Linked DNA regions of Mus musculus: region 2 is linked to region 1. The links are chromatin contacts, called in public HiChIP or PLAC-seq maps. All regions are on one chromosome and are shown on one strand. Each heading gives the region's core, a stretch centred on a gene start, on an enhancer-like site or on the middle of the called end of the contact. The rest is flanking DNA. Distances are from core to core; before and after follow the strand shown.

Evidence for each region. HiChIP or PLAC-seq counts read pairs in DNA pulled down with a chosen protein or histone mark.
Region 2: a contact with region 1 is called in an H3K27ac HiChIP or PLAC-seq map of thymic regulatory T cells, with 2.8 times the contacts expected there. The contact joins the promoter of Rnft2 here to the enhancer-like site in region 1. A contact is called at or near these places in 2 of 39 promoter capture datasets (the C10 cell line and pre-B cells), 3 of 484 Hi-C or Micro-C datasets (B cells, CD4 T cells and CD8 T cells), 4 of 115 datasets of contacts at active chromatin or transcription factors (bone marrow-derived macrophages, memory CD8 T cells, microglia and 1 more) and 2 of 9 other capture datasets (adipose tissue and liver).

Annotation. Positions count from the first base shown.
Region 1 is chr5:118,474,661-118,481,471 of GRCm38.p6, reverse strand. No RefSeq gene overlaps it. Among named protein-coding and RNA genes, the nearest start is that of Gm46921, 15 kb to the left of the region's middle. Within about 2 kb of position 3,026, at least 284 of the 459 cell types and tissues checked have an H3K27ac peak or open chromatin away from gene starts, as enhancers often do. A contact at or near this core is called in B cells, CD8 T cells, adipose tissue and 5 more, where this site is marked.
Region 2 is chr5:118,240,614-118,247,424 of GRCm38.p6, reverse strand. Rnft2 (ring finger protein, transmembrane 2) reads left to right here and starts at 2,400. Exons shown (of 11, transcript NM_001109902.1): 1 at 2,400-2,453; 2 at 4,394-4,575; 3 at 4,909-4,967. The coding sequence starts at 4,552. Spring1 (SREBF pathway regulator in golgi 1) reads right to left here and starts at 2,198. Exons shown (of 5, transcript NM_001081236.1): 1 at 1,967-2,198. The coding sequence starts at 2,077.

The DNA.
Region 1 (6,811 bases), core at 1,777-4,276:
TCCACCCCACAGTTTCCTGGCAGCAGCCAGGTAGGCCCGCCCACGAAAAAAGGGTTCCGCTCACCCCCTCCTCTGGGTTTCTCTGTGTAGTCCTGGCTGTCCTGGAACTCACTCTGTAGACCAGGCTGGCCTCGAACTCAGAAATCCGCCTGCCTCTGCCTCCCAAGTGCTGGGATTAAAGGTGTGCACCACCACTGCCCGGCACACCCCCTCCTCTCTCTCTTGATCTCTTGTTCCTTTGTTGCTCCTTTGCTCTTCCCTTCCACCCCTCTTCTTTCTCCATTCCCTTCCCCCTGTCTCTCCACGTGCTCATAGATAGCCTCTACTTATCTACTCTCTCCCTCTCTCTGCCTTTCTCTGCCTCTACTACCCTCTTAGCTCCCTTCCCCATGCCCTGAATAAACTATTTTATATTATACCATCCTGTGGTTGGTCCCCTAGGGGGAAGGGATGCCTTGGTATGGGCCTGTTGAGACATCCCCTTCCCCCATACCTGACTATACACCCATAGAACATATTCCTCTTTCTCTTTCCCTTTTTATAAACACATCAGGGAGCGCCCACTGCTCTTCCAGACCTTGGTTCAGTTACCTGCACCCACACAGCCGCTCACAACTGTCCTCCCGTGCCAGGGCATCCAACCTCCTCTTCTGAGCTCTTCATGCAGCAGACACAGGTCACAGACATATATGCAGGCACTTACAAATATGGCAAGACATAATTAAGTTTTTTTTTAAGAGAGAGGTTTTGGGGGTATTTTTAATGGCTTATTTATTTTTATGTGCATTGGTGTTTTGCCTGCCTGGATGTCTGTGTTAGGGTGTCAGAACCCCAAGAGCTGGACTTACAGACAATTGTGAGCTGTCATGTGGATGCTGGGAATTGAACCTGGGTCCTCCGGAAGAGCAGCCAGTGGCCTTAACTGTTGAGCCATCTCTCCAGCCTGAGAGAGATTATTTATGAGTGAGTGGCTCACATCATTAGCAACACTTGGAAATCCTGTCATTCTCTTTGCAGGCAAGAGGCTCAGTGGACCCAGGATCAGGTCTGGGAATCCCACATGAGTCCTCGTTTGAGTACAAAAGTCAGGTCTGAGAGAGGAAGGCAGGGAGGGTGGAGTGTAAGTCCTGGCTGGGGCCTGAGCCTCAGAGCTAAAAGCACGTGGCCACATTGGGTACAGAATGTCCTTGTCGTCCCCCAAGCACAGAAGCACAGAACCGGTTTGCACTCTTCCTTTCTTCATACTTTCATAGATGAGTCAGACATCGTCCTTATCCATTCCCAGCTATCAGGACTGTCCATCTGTCTGGCCGTCAGCCTCACCCAGTGAACAGAGATTAAACACCTCACACACCCAGAGGATGGAGGCCAGCATCAGCTGATTCCCTGGCTTTCTAGGAAGTGATGCTGGCTTCTGGCTGTAGTCAAATCTGCACTGGGGCTTTCTCCTAGGTAAAGAACTGGAGGATACATAGTTAACATTTAAAATGACTTGGAAAACCAGGTGTGGTGGCGCACGCCTTTAATCCCAGCACTTGGGAGGCCGAGGCAGGTGGATTTCTGAGTTTGGGCCTGGTCTACAGAGTGAGTCCCAGGACAGCCAAGGCTACACAGACAAGCCCTGTCTCAAAAAACAAAAACAAAATGACTTGGAAAACTGGGGATGGTGGGGCTTGACTGTATTCCCAGAATTCAAGAAGCTGAGGAGAGAGGATTATGGATTTCAGGCTAGCCTGGGCTACAGTGAAACTTTGCCTGACCCCTATCCACATTCCCATCCTAAAAACAAAAGCAAACAACAAAATGGTCTTGAAAAATAAAGGCGGAATTCGGCCTTTCTTCCTGTATTTATTTGTGTTTTTTTTTTTTTTTTTTTTTTTTTTGGTTTTTCGAGACAGGGTTTCTCTGTATAGCCCTGGCTGTCCTGGAGCTCACTTTGTAGACCAGGCTGGCCTCGAACTCAGAAATCCGCCTGCCTCTGCCTCCCGAGTGCTGGGATTAAAGGCGTGCGCCACCACGCCCGGCTTATTTGTGTTTTTTATTGGTTATTTTATTTATTTACATTTTAAATGTTATCCCCATTCCCAGTTTCCCCTCCACAAGCCCTCTATCCCCTCCTCCCTCCCCCTACCTCTATAAGGGTGCCCCCTCCCCCACCCTACCTCCCCCACTCCTGCCTCAGCGGCCTATAGTTCCCCTATCCTAGGTAATCAAGCCTCCACTGGACCAAGGGGTCCCCCTCCCAGTGATGCCAGATAAGGCAGTCCTCTGCTACATATCCAGCTGGAGCCATGGGTACCCCCTCTGTACTCTAGTTGGTGGTGCCTGCATTTACTTTATTATTTAATTTATTTATTTCACTGTATACCTCTGGCTGGCCTCGAGCTATGTGGACCAGGTTGCTCTTGAACTCAGAACTCACAAGGATCTGCTCCTCTGTCTCCAGAGTGCTGGAATTAATGTGTGCCACCGTGTCTAGGCAAAATCAGAAATTTTCAACAATAGTCCTCTCTTGGCAGAACACTTTGGGACACTCACTATAACTTCTTTATCTTGAGCCAGATGTAATTAAAGCTTACAGGGCCTATTCTAGTATTCTTTTCAGATAGATAGATAGATAGATAGATAGATAGATAGATAGACAGACAGATAGGCGCACAGGCACACATTAGGGCAGGCTCATGCACATGTCCATACTGTTAGGTCACGGGATGCCTTTTGGAGTCAGAGGTGAGGAGACTCTGGGTCTAGCCTCCAGCTCTCTGGCCACCAGTCCTGGCCTTTTCTGTGCCCAGCCACACAGAGGACCCACAGGGAACCCACACCATCGTGGCTATCCTTAAACCTAGCTGACCTGGAGGTCTGGGATAGAGTAAGCCCTTGAATGGGGAGGAAGCCCAGAAAACAAACAAAACAAAACAAAACAACCCCCCCCCAAAAAAAAACCTCACCACAATAAGGAGGGGCGAGAAACGAGAGCCTATGAGAACACAATATACAGATTAGGAAGGCGGAACCACCCATGCATTGGCTGATTGCTGGCCTGACGTCACAATGGCCCAGCCTGCAGTGCTGCAGGCAAGTTATTTGAAAAGGTTTTTGGTTTCCTGCGTTTCCTGTCTTGTGAAGGGGAAATGTGTTCACGTGTGCAGAGGGCGAACTAACGGGCCCGGGGGTGGGGTGGGGGGGAGTGTTGCAGGGTGGGTGTTGTTTGGTGGCTCTGCTGTCCCTGACAGTCAACCAAAGTTTGAAACTGAAGCGACCGCAGGGGAAGCTGTGAATGCCACATGACCCGTGGGGACTTCGCAGCTTCTTCAGTTTAGGGGAAGCCCAAGCAGACCCAGCCTCTATGATTGGTTCAATCCGTGTGAGTTTTAAAAATTTTAGTTTAAAAAAATAATTTTTTTGAGACAGTGTCTCATCATGAAGCTATGGCTGGCATGAAATTCACGCAGTTCAAGCCACCCCTGTCTCCTGGGTACTGGGATTAAAAGTGTGCATCACTTCGTTTTGTCTCCATGTGATTTATAAAAAAAAAACAAAAACAAAACAAAACTACTTTGCTTCCTAAAACCCCCCTGGGCTTTCCCCAAGTCCCATGTCAACAACTCACAGTTCCTTCAGGATGTTGCTCAGTCACTCCTCCCTGGAGAGTCATCTGACCCTCCTTTTCAGCCTTGATTTGGATGAGAGGACAGTGAGTCGTGGCTGATCTGTGTGCTGCGTTCTAGCTACACAACGAACATGTCAGGGCTGCACAGCCACACACAGCGGTCCAGGGACAGACCGGTGCTAGAATCTGATGAGAATCTCCCACTAGATGAGAATCAAGTACAGGGCTAGTGGCGATTGTCCTCATTGTCCACATCGAGATGACGATCAATAATGAGGCGCCAAGAAAAGCCAAAGGATGGGGCTGGATTTCCAGAGTCTCTTGTGTACCCGGATCAACCTGGATCTGAAAGTCATGGCCCTGAGCATTTTAGTTACCCGATTAAATGTAATCTCCCTTTTGAAAGGAACCAACTTAGCCAGTTTTCTCTCAAGACCATAAAGGAGTCTTCAATTGTGTATCCAGCCTTCAGACAAAATCTTAGTCTCAGCGTGGATCTGGGCTTTGCCAGCCTCTCCCCTCCTCCACCATCTAGTCCCCGCCCCCAACACCGGTGACAAGTCACAGGTTCCTACTGCTTAATCTATGGTTGTTTGTGACAAGTAGAACAGATGGGTCTCCTTGGAAAAATGGCGTGAGAACCAAGTAAAAGAGACTGGGGTTAGATGAACATAATTAACGTCCCCTGTCTGAGCCTCAGTTGCTCCATCTGTGACATGGGAGAGTGGCAGTCCCTCCACCTTGGAACTTGGTGGAGGTTTCATGCAACACCTGGTTTCTGATACATGCTCAAGAGACAGTGGCTACCAGCCTCTCCCTGACAGCCTACTGTGGACGAGGCAGGGTCTTCCCTAGGCTTCCTGGACAATGAAGGGACAAGAGAGTTAAGGTGGTCACCGGGGGATGGGGTGTTCACCATAAGCAGCTCTGCTTCCTTGTCACTACTGGCCACAAGCACCTGCCCAGCCAGCAGGGCACACTGGCCTGTCATCACTCCAGGAAGGGGCTCCCAGCCAGCCGTGCAGGCGGTTTCTATTCTAGGCTGGATTCTGGCTCCTTGTGGTGTCAAGACCTACCAACTTGTTCTGCAACCCCAGCTGGGCTCCAGGCCCTGCCAGACCCCCTCCTGGCCCCAACTTCCTTCCTGGAGCAACTGTTGGTCTGACTTGATTCCCCTAGATGTTGTGCTGTACTCACAGGGGTACGGCGGAGGAAGCCTGTATTTGTGGGGTTCACCATGCACCACTCAATGGTATGTGTGGCATAGCATGGGCTAATGTTTCAGCTTCCCCTACACAACCCTTGAAGACAGTGCCAAAAGCTGCCCACTTTACAGAGGGCAAAACTCAGTGAGATACAAGATCAAGACCCAGATCCTGTAAGATCTTCCTGTACCCAGAGGTACTGTCTGCCACCGGGGGTTAATATCGTGAAATGTATTAAACACCACAGCTGCCTGGGTCCAAGCCTTTTCTATTGCCTGTTTTTGCTGACCTGACAGCTCTTCCGGGCTAGCTTCTTTCTCTCCTGCAAGGGTAAGCATCACCCTTCATGAAAGAGGTTCTCCTCCGGCCCCTGTAGCAGGCCCCACCTCATTTGCTTCCTTCTAAATGAGAATCTGACTTTCTTATTCCAAAAGTTGGCATTTACCCAAAGAAGCCAGGGCCAGAAAGAAATATGTTTGGATAGATCACAGGTTCTAAGTACCACGCAAGCCAAGGCAACGAGACAAAAAGACCAAGGGAGGGATGTTCAGGTAGACTGGCCAGGGCGGGCATCTCTGGGCTCGGGGGCAGCTTTCAGATTTGAGTGGTAAGAACGCTTTTCATGGGCAGCCAAGGTAAAAGGCTCCAACCAGGAGGAAAAGCCTCTTTGAAGGCACTGGTGTGCAATAAGGGGATTGGAGTGGAGAATGAGGTAAGGCTCGGGGTAGATTGCATAAAGTCCCCAGGCTGAGATAGGGGTAGGTTTGGCTTTAGGCTGTCTTCCTGCTGCACCATGAGATTTCTGAGACCAGGGTCCCGTTTATGTGACCCAGGCATGTGTTCTCCACTCTAATCTAGCGTGTGTCCTGTATGCTCATAAATAAAGCCTGAATCTGTCGGTGTGTTGTTGTTTTGTGACCTTCCATACTCTGGGTACTCCTGAGTGTTTCTCCAGGACCTTTGTCTTGGTCCTCTATGCTTGTCTTCTGGAGTTCCTGTTGTATTTTGAGACAGAGTCTCATGTAGCCCAGGCTGTCCTGAGCATGCTATGTAGCCAAGGATGACCTTGAACTCCTGATTCTCCTGCTTCCAATGTGCTGGGCTTACAGTCTTGTGGCGTTATGCCTGACTTTTCCAGTGCTGGGGAGGGAACCCAGGATGCACTTTATGCCAGACAAGCACCCTATCAACTGAGCTGCATCCTCCACCCCAGCCCCTCCCCCTTGCTCCTCTGCCCCTCTAACTCAGAGAAGGCATCTCAGTCTCTTGCGGCCATCTGCTCCCAAGGGCTTTGGAATCCCTCCAGCGTGGTACATTACTGAAGGTTTCTGGAGGCTGTGAAATAAATGCCACAGGGTTCAGATGAGTGAGGGCTCCCAGGTGTGTGCCCTGGTAGACCTGGTGCCCCCCCCCCCAAAGCAAGAAGGCTGCTGCCCCACCAACTGTGAGGAAATTTGCTCACAGTAATGCCTGGCTTGTGATGCACAAGGGCCGAGGGAGCAGTAGGGCTGAGGGAGCACTAATGCCAAGGGAATATGGTGTCTGAGGGAGCACTGGGGCTGAGGGGGCAATAGACCAGAGTGAGCACTAAGCCAGCGGGAGTACAGGCCAGAAGGAGTACTGATACCAAGGGAATATGATATCTGAGGGAGCACTGGGGTAGAGGAACCACTAGGTCTGAGGGAGCACTGAAGCTGAGGGAACACTGAGGCTGAGGTGAGGGAGCACTGGAGCTGAGGGATCATTGAGACTGAGGGAGCACTGATACCAAGGGAATATGTGGTCTGAGGGAGTACTGGGGGCCAAGGGAGTACTGAGGCACAGGGAGCATTAGGAATAAGAGATCAGTGGGGATGGGCAAACATGGAAGCTGCAGGAGTACAGGGACTGACGGAACATAGAAGTCAAGAGAGCAGGAAGTTAATTAGCTTGGTTGAGGACCTGGAACTCAGCACCCAGCTCTGCACTAAAGCTGACCTTGATCATCTCAGGG
Region 2 (6,811 bases), core at 1,151-3,650, 230 kb after region 1:
CCAGACGATGGGCAGGAGACTGCACTACAGTGAGGCACCGGGCATGGCCCGAATCACTGACTACGGTCAGTTAGATCCAAACTGACCAAAAGTAGTTCAGTCACACAGACAATGTAGATGAACCCTCTTCGCTTGAGCAAAGGATTACACATTTGAGAAGGCCTGTGGTGGAAACCTTGTCTAGACTATCACCCTAGGACAGACTGTGAGACAAAGCAGAAGCAGACTGGCCAGGCTATGGCACCAGACCAGGAACAGATGACAGTGTCTTGCCCCTGAAGGGGCATCAGAAGTAATTCAAGCAAATGAGTGTCTTAGTTAGCATTTGACTGCTGTGAACAGACACCATGACCAAGGCAACTCTTATAAGGACTACATTTAAATGGGCTGGCTTACAGGTTCAGAGGTTCAGTCCGTTATCATCAAGGCAGGAACATGGCAGCATCCAGACAGGCATGATGCAGGCAGAGCTGAGAGTTCTACATCTCCATCTGAAGGCTGCTAGTGGAAGACTGACTCCCAGGCAGCTAGGGTGAGGGTCTTAAGCCCACATCCACAGTGACACACCTACTCCAACAAGGTCACACCTCCTAATAGGGCACTGTAGAGCCAGAGTTTTGGGGCCTGAAGTGACAGGAAGAAATGAACAGCCTAACTGTGTCAACAGTGATGACATACGTCACTTAGTGAGATGCTGAGGACTGGAGAGGTATAAATCTGGCAGAAGAAAGGCAAGAGTTCTGTTCCAGGTGGGTGCAATGGAGACAATTATCAGAATGTGGAAAAGCCAATGGAGACAATTATCAGAATGTGGAAAAGCCAGACAGGATTACAAGGTCAAATCTGGGCAAGAGAGTAAGACACGCCCCCCCCCCCCCCCAGGAGTGACTGTGCAAAAGCGCAACCATTCAAAAGACGGACTGTGATACAGAAAACCAGAGAACTATATTCGTAAGAACAGCAAAACAGGATCAAAGGGTGCACAGGAGCAGGAAAGGCGGAGGGGCAGGTGACCTACAAAATGCAACTCAGTCAAGTGTGGTTTCTAGGCAAATGCTGGGAACTGGTTCCTACTACAGTGGGATGCCAGGTCTCTAGGAACTCTCTACCAGGACAAAAACGGGAAAGGGAGGTTGAGAAATTAAAAATAAAAAAATAAAAAATAAAAATCTACCCAACCAAGTTGTGCCCCAAAAGGGAGCCTGTTGGGTCACCCAGGTGAACAGGCACAGAGAGCCCTTGGCCACTTCCTGGTCTAGCCATCTCTACCTCCTGCCCATCAAGAAGCCTGGGGCTGTGCGGAGCAGGGAACGCGACAGAGGAGGGTGCACAGGTCTGAGGACCCCATTCTGCCTGGCCTACCAGCCAGATCCCGCACGGAAGAGGGGCGGTACAAAGACCTGCAGTGGGACGCCTCCCTTAGCGGCCTTCGATTCACAGGAGGACAGGAGGAGGATCACACAATCGGAGGGAGGAGGACTAGAGGGTTGAGGACTAGAGAGCTGAAGGGAGGACCAATGGATGATCCAGGGACTGAAAGGAAGAGGCTCAGAGGCTCAGAGGGAGGACTGAATGGCTGCATATCAGGAGGACTACAAGGTGGAGGACAGGAGAGAGGAGCATCAGAGGACAGAGGATCAAGGGAGGGAGGAACTGTGAGGATCGAGGAGGAGGGGTTGGAAAAGAACAGAGGGTGAGAGGTAAGAAGTTGGAGGGCAGAGGAGAACAGAGGATGGGGAGGCAGAGAATTCGAGGGAGGAGGAGGAGTGGAGGACGGAGGGAGCTAGGGAGGGGAAAGGAGAAGGGCAGAGGACAACGCAACGGAGGGAGAAGGGCTGAAGGAGGATTTTAGATCAGAGGGAGGAGTGCTCAGGAGGAGGATTAGAAGAACGATGGGGAGAAGGACATAGTATTTGAGGGAGGAAGCAGGATCGGAAGGACGGAGGTCCTGAGAGAAGTCGCTTACCTGCTTGAAGGTGCTGCTGAGGAAGTAAACTAGCGAGAGGCCGAAAACCAGGGCGAGCACCCAGCGCTTGCGCAGGAGCCGGCGCCACAGCAGCGCCGCCAGGTTCAGCATCCCGGTAGGGCGCAGGCGCAGAGACGACCCCACGGCATGACCCCTGCAATCCGCTTCCAGCACTGCTTTACCTTCCCGCAGCCAACGCGCCGGCCACGTGATCCGCCGCACGCCCCGCCCCACCTAGTGACGCCAACGCCAGGCCCCTCCATGCCTCCTCGCCATTGGTTCTGCCGGAGCCTCGGCTCTCCATTGGCTGAATGTGACGGCAGGGGCGGACCTTCTCGGACTAGAGGCAGGCCTCCCTGTGCGAGGGTCCTAGCGCCGATCGCGTTCTCGGTGGCACTGCCGGCCGGAAGTCACGTGGCGCCCTGGCCACGCCAGGGATTGGCTAGGCTGGATTAGCAGAGGCCGTGATTGCTGCAGTGTCTGGCAGGTAAATGAAGGCTATGCTCGGCCGCTGCTACCCTGTGACCCCGCGAGCCTGGCGGCAAAGGCGCTTCGCCGTCCGGTCTGGGGACGCCGCTCGCGCCCAAGCGTCCTGTAGGGGACCGTGCAGCCTCCTAGGGAGGACCAGGGTGTGTGGGACGGAGATGGTCCATTCATTCATTCTGTAGCATCCTGTGGGCTCCAGGAGTCAATACGAGCCTACTTGTACCGCCCGTTTGCCACAGAATCGTGGGCATTTAATTTATGACGTTTTCTCAAAGCTTGTAGGTGGAAACTTGGGGATACCGTGTTTTAGTTTCCCCGAGGATAAGGAGTAGTGGGGCCACCCGGAGTATCAAGCCAGATTGCAAATTCTTGAGACATGTTACCTGATGGATGACAGTTTCTTTCTTTATAAAACGGCCTGGTTGAGAGTGTAGCTAGGTGATAGAGGGCTTGCCTGAATATGACGATGATACCAAGGAGTCTTTTCCTAGCTAATTTAATCTTGCAGAAAAGGCAGGCACCTTAGCCTGTGGCTTCCTAGCTAGCTGCAGCCGAGAAGGCTGTGCAGAATTAATTAATTCCGCACCCATTTGTGTTGGCCTGGGCTAAGAGATGGATCTTTCTCTGTAGGGAAAATATGCCGGGAAACTGAGCCTGTTCATGGAAGCATATTCTTTATTTCTTTAAAGATTTTATTTATGTATGTATTTATTTTTTAATTATATGTTAGAGTGGGTTTGCCCATGGGAGTGCAGGTGCCCTCCGAGGTCAGTAGAGGGAGTCAGATCACTTACAGCTGGAGGTACAGGTAGTTGTGAGCCACCCTTGTGGGTGCTGGGAACTGGACTTAGATCTTCTGCAGGAGCAGTAGCCATATGGAGTCTCTCTCCAAGCCTTGCCCTTCTTTCTTGGCTTTCTATTGGTGCGGGAGGTAGGACGAGGTGTGTGCGGATCTGTCGCTGGGGAAAATCAAGGTGATCTAATCTCTACAGAGACGTTGGCCTTCCATCTCTGCAACTCCAAGGTGGACGGGCAGCCCAGACACAGGACCTCTCAAGGGTCATAGTAAACAAACCCACATGTCAATGACTGGTAAGTGCTGTGGGGAGGTAGCCTGTAACCCTCAGCTGGAAAACCATGCCAGGGAAGGAACAGCAGGTACAAAGGCCCGGAGGCAGGAACTCTTAACTTTAAAGTGTCCAGAGGTACCTGGAGTTCTTATGGCCAGAGATAAGTCACAGAATCAAGGTTGTAAACGGGTAATGATAACGTCCAGCACAGCCTGGAGGCCTCCAACGACTCTGATTTTTATTCTGGTTTCACTTAGAAGCCAGTAGAAATTCTAAAATCATTTTTATGGCCCCCCCCCCAGTGTGTGCTTGTGCACATCTGTGCGTGCGTGTGCGTGTATGTGTATAAGTGTGCACATGCATATGTACATATGTAGGTATGTATGGATGCTCAGGGTGGGGGGGCCATTGCAAATGTCCGTGGAGGTCAGAGGTCACCCCCAGGTGTCATTCTGCCAGAACTCGGCACCTTATTTTTGAGATAGAATCTCTCACTGGGACCTAGGGCTCCTCAGCTGGAAGGACTTGGCCAGGGAGTACTGGGAATCCTGGTTCTGCCTTCCCAGTGCTGGGATTACACAGTGCAATACCATGCCTGGCTACTTACAGAGGTGCTGGGGATCAAAGTCAGGTCCTCGTGCATGTGTGGCAAGTACTTTATCCACAGAGCTCTCTCTCCAACCCTCAGGATGCATAGTTTGCTGATAGGACAAACCTAGTAAGGCCATAACCCACCATCAGCACCTCAGGGAGGATAGCTCCAAGGCTACCAGAACTACTGGGCTATTACAGTACCCAGTCACATCCGACAGCTAATTCTGTAACAAGTCATCCCAAGGCCTGTTCACACAAGTGCTTTGTACCACCCAAGGTCTGCTGTCTCCAATGAGTCTCCTGTCCTGTGCTTCCCTCTGAAGAGGAGGAAGAGGAGGAGGAGGAGGCCTGCTCTCTCTGGGACCCAGTGGCCACATCCCATCAGGAACCCTGAGTGTCCACGGCACATTTCGTCAGCATGGAGTTCTGAGGTCCATGTGGCTCCTTGCTGCGCACCAGGTGACGTGTCTCCTTAGGGATTTGTACCTTCACCTATGAAGTGATGGAACCCTGGGTCCCACTGCTCCATTCTCTCCCCAGGAAACAGAGAGGTTCCTGGCTTGTCTGAGGCCACATAGCAAGTTAAAGGGGGCAGTGTCTGCTGCTCACCACACCCAACAAACACCTGTCTGCTCCCATTTGTTGTTTTCTCCCTTTTGGGTAGGAGCCACCTCCACCTGTGACTCTCTCTATTCTCACTGTGAGATGGGGTACTTATTTACAGTCACCATGGCAACAGGCAAGGAAGGAGCGTGTCCAGAGATGTAGCTCACACGTGTGTGTCGCTTTCAGGTGCTAAGGAAAATGCAGAGACGCCACAGTAGCAACACGGACAACATTCCACCTGAAAGGTAAGAGTCTCTGCCCCCCTCCCCAATTTCCTCCCATCTGGGGACCCTAGCTTTTTCAATATTAGTTATTGGGGGTATAAAACAGACCCAATGGAGAATTGCTTTGCAGTGTATTTGGCAGCTTCCCCCTTCCTATAAGAACGCACCCAAGGCCGCCGGCTTTATAAAGAGAAAAGGTCTGTGTAGATCACAGTCTTGGAGGCTGAGAGAGCCAAAGGCAAGGCCAGCTCAGTGGCCATATTTGACCTCATCACCTAGTGGCGTGGTTGGCAGTGGCGGCTGCATGCATGGGTGAGTGTGATTTACTTCTCAAACACGATGGAGAGGTCCAGGTAGCCTCAGTGGATAAAGTGCTGTTGTCTTAGGACAGTTGTCAAACCTTGTGAGACAGATCTATATGACTCAGACTCTTCCTGCCAGTTTTTCACATATAGAGACACCTGGCCTCCCTCCATGAGCTGCTGCAGCAATCCCCACAGGGTCTGGCCTGCCTACTGGAGCATCCCTGACCAGTAAGGAGGCTGTGAAGTTCAAAGTCAGGGAGCTGGCAGATTGGTGCCTGGTGAGAGCTGGTTCCTGGATGGCTGTCTGCCTGCTGTGTGAACCAATGTGATCACTGGGGTCACTTTCAGGAAAATGAGTGTTTCAAAGGCAGCGGCATCCCCAAAAAGCCCAGCCCAGCAGGGCTGAGACTCACCCTGGCATCCTCCCTGGAGAAAACTGTCTAGGTCTTCCTGGGGCAACGTACACGCAGCTGTGGAGGTGCATGAGGCAGGGGAGGGGACGGGGTCTGATGACCTCCCACCTGCTCGCTCTTTCTCTGTGTCCCAGTCTTGTGAGGAGTGTGTGCAGCTGTTCTGATTTCCGGAAGCCACATCAGTCCCAGAGGACAGTGTTGTGTTGTACACCAGTATCCAATCTCAGGCATCTATCGTGAACACGGATAGGGAACAGATGCGCCAGCTGTGGTGCCTTTCATGGGAAGCAGCAACCTCCAGGTCTCAGACTCTCCAGCCGTAGAGAGGTGATACTGGTGAAGTTAGAGTCCCTGGTGGAACAGTGTATTCGAGAGCCCAAGGACACGCACGCAGCACCTGTCCTTCGGTTGGCAAGCCCGGTGGCATCTTCTGAGCTGAGGGCAGCTTTGCTCTCAACTGAACCCAGACGGATATCTCTGGGGACAGAGACAATGGCAGATAGAACACTGCCCACCGTGCACTGAGGGGCTACGCCACACCTCCCTAAGAGCCCCCTGAAGATAAGATGTTCGAGAGGGCAGGTCCGTTAGCAAAGTCACACAGCCAGGAAGTGGCAGGGCTGAAATTTGATCTCTGGTCCATTTGTTCCTTATCAAACTTTGTACTTTAATCTTTAAATTACATTATTTATTTATAGTTTTTAATTACATTATTTATAATGTAAAATTACATTATTTGTAATGTTTAATTATTTGTAATTTTAATTACATTTATTCATTTACATTATACATGTATTTGCCTCCAGCTATTGGTATCACAGACGACTGCTAAAACTATCCAGTTTTTACATGACAGCCGCCACTGCCAGCCACAGCACTAGGTGATAATCAAATATGACCACTGAGCCGGCCTTGCCATTGGCTCTCTCAGCCTCAAAGACTGTTGTTGTCTCTTATAAAAAGATAAAGAGAGAAGGGATATGTTTGGTGCATGTGTGGTCAGGTGTGGGGGGAAGGGGTGCCTCTGCGGGCCCAAGCTGAGGCATCCCTTCCCCCTGAAGGACCAGCCACACAACTACATGACAGTATAGAATAGAGTTTATTCAGGGCATGGGGAGGGGAGTTAAGGAAGAAGAGACAGAAAGGC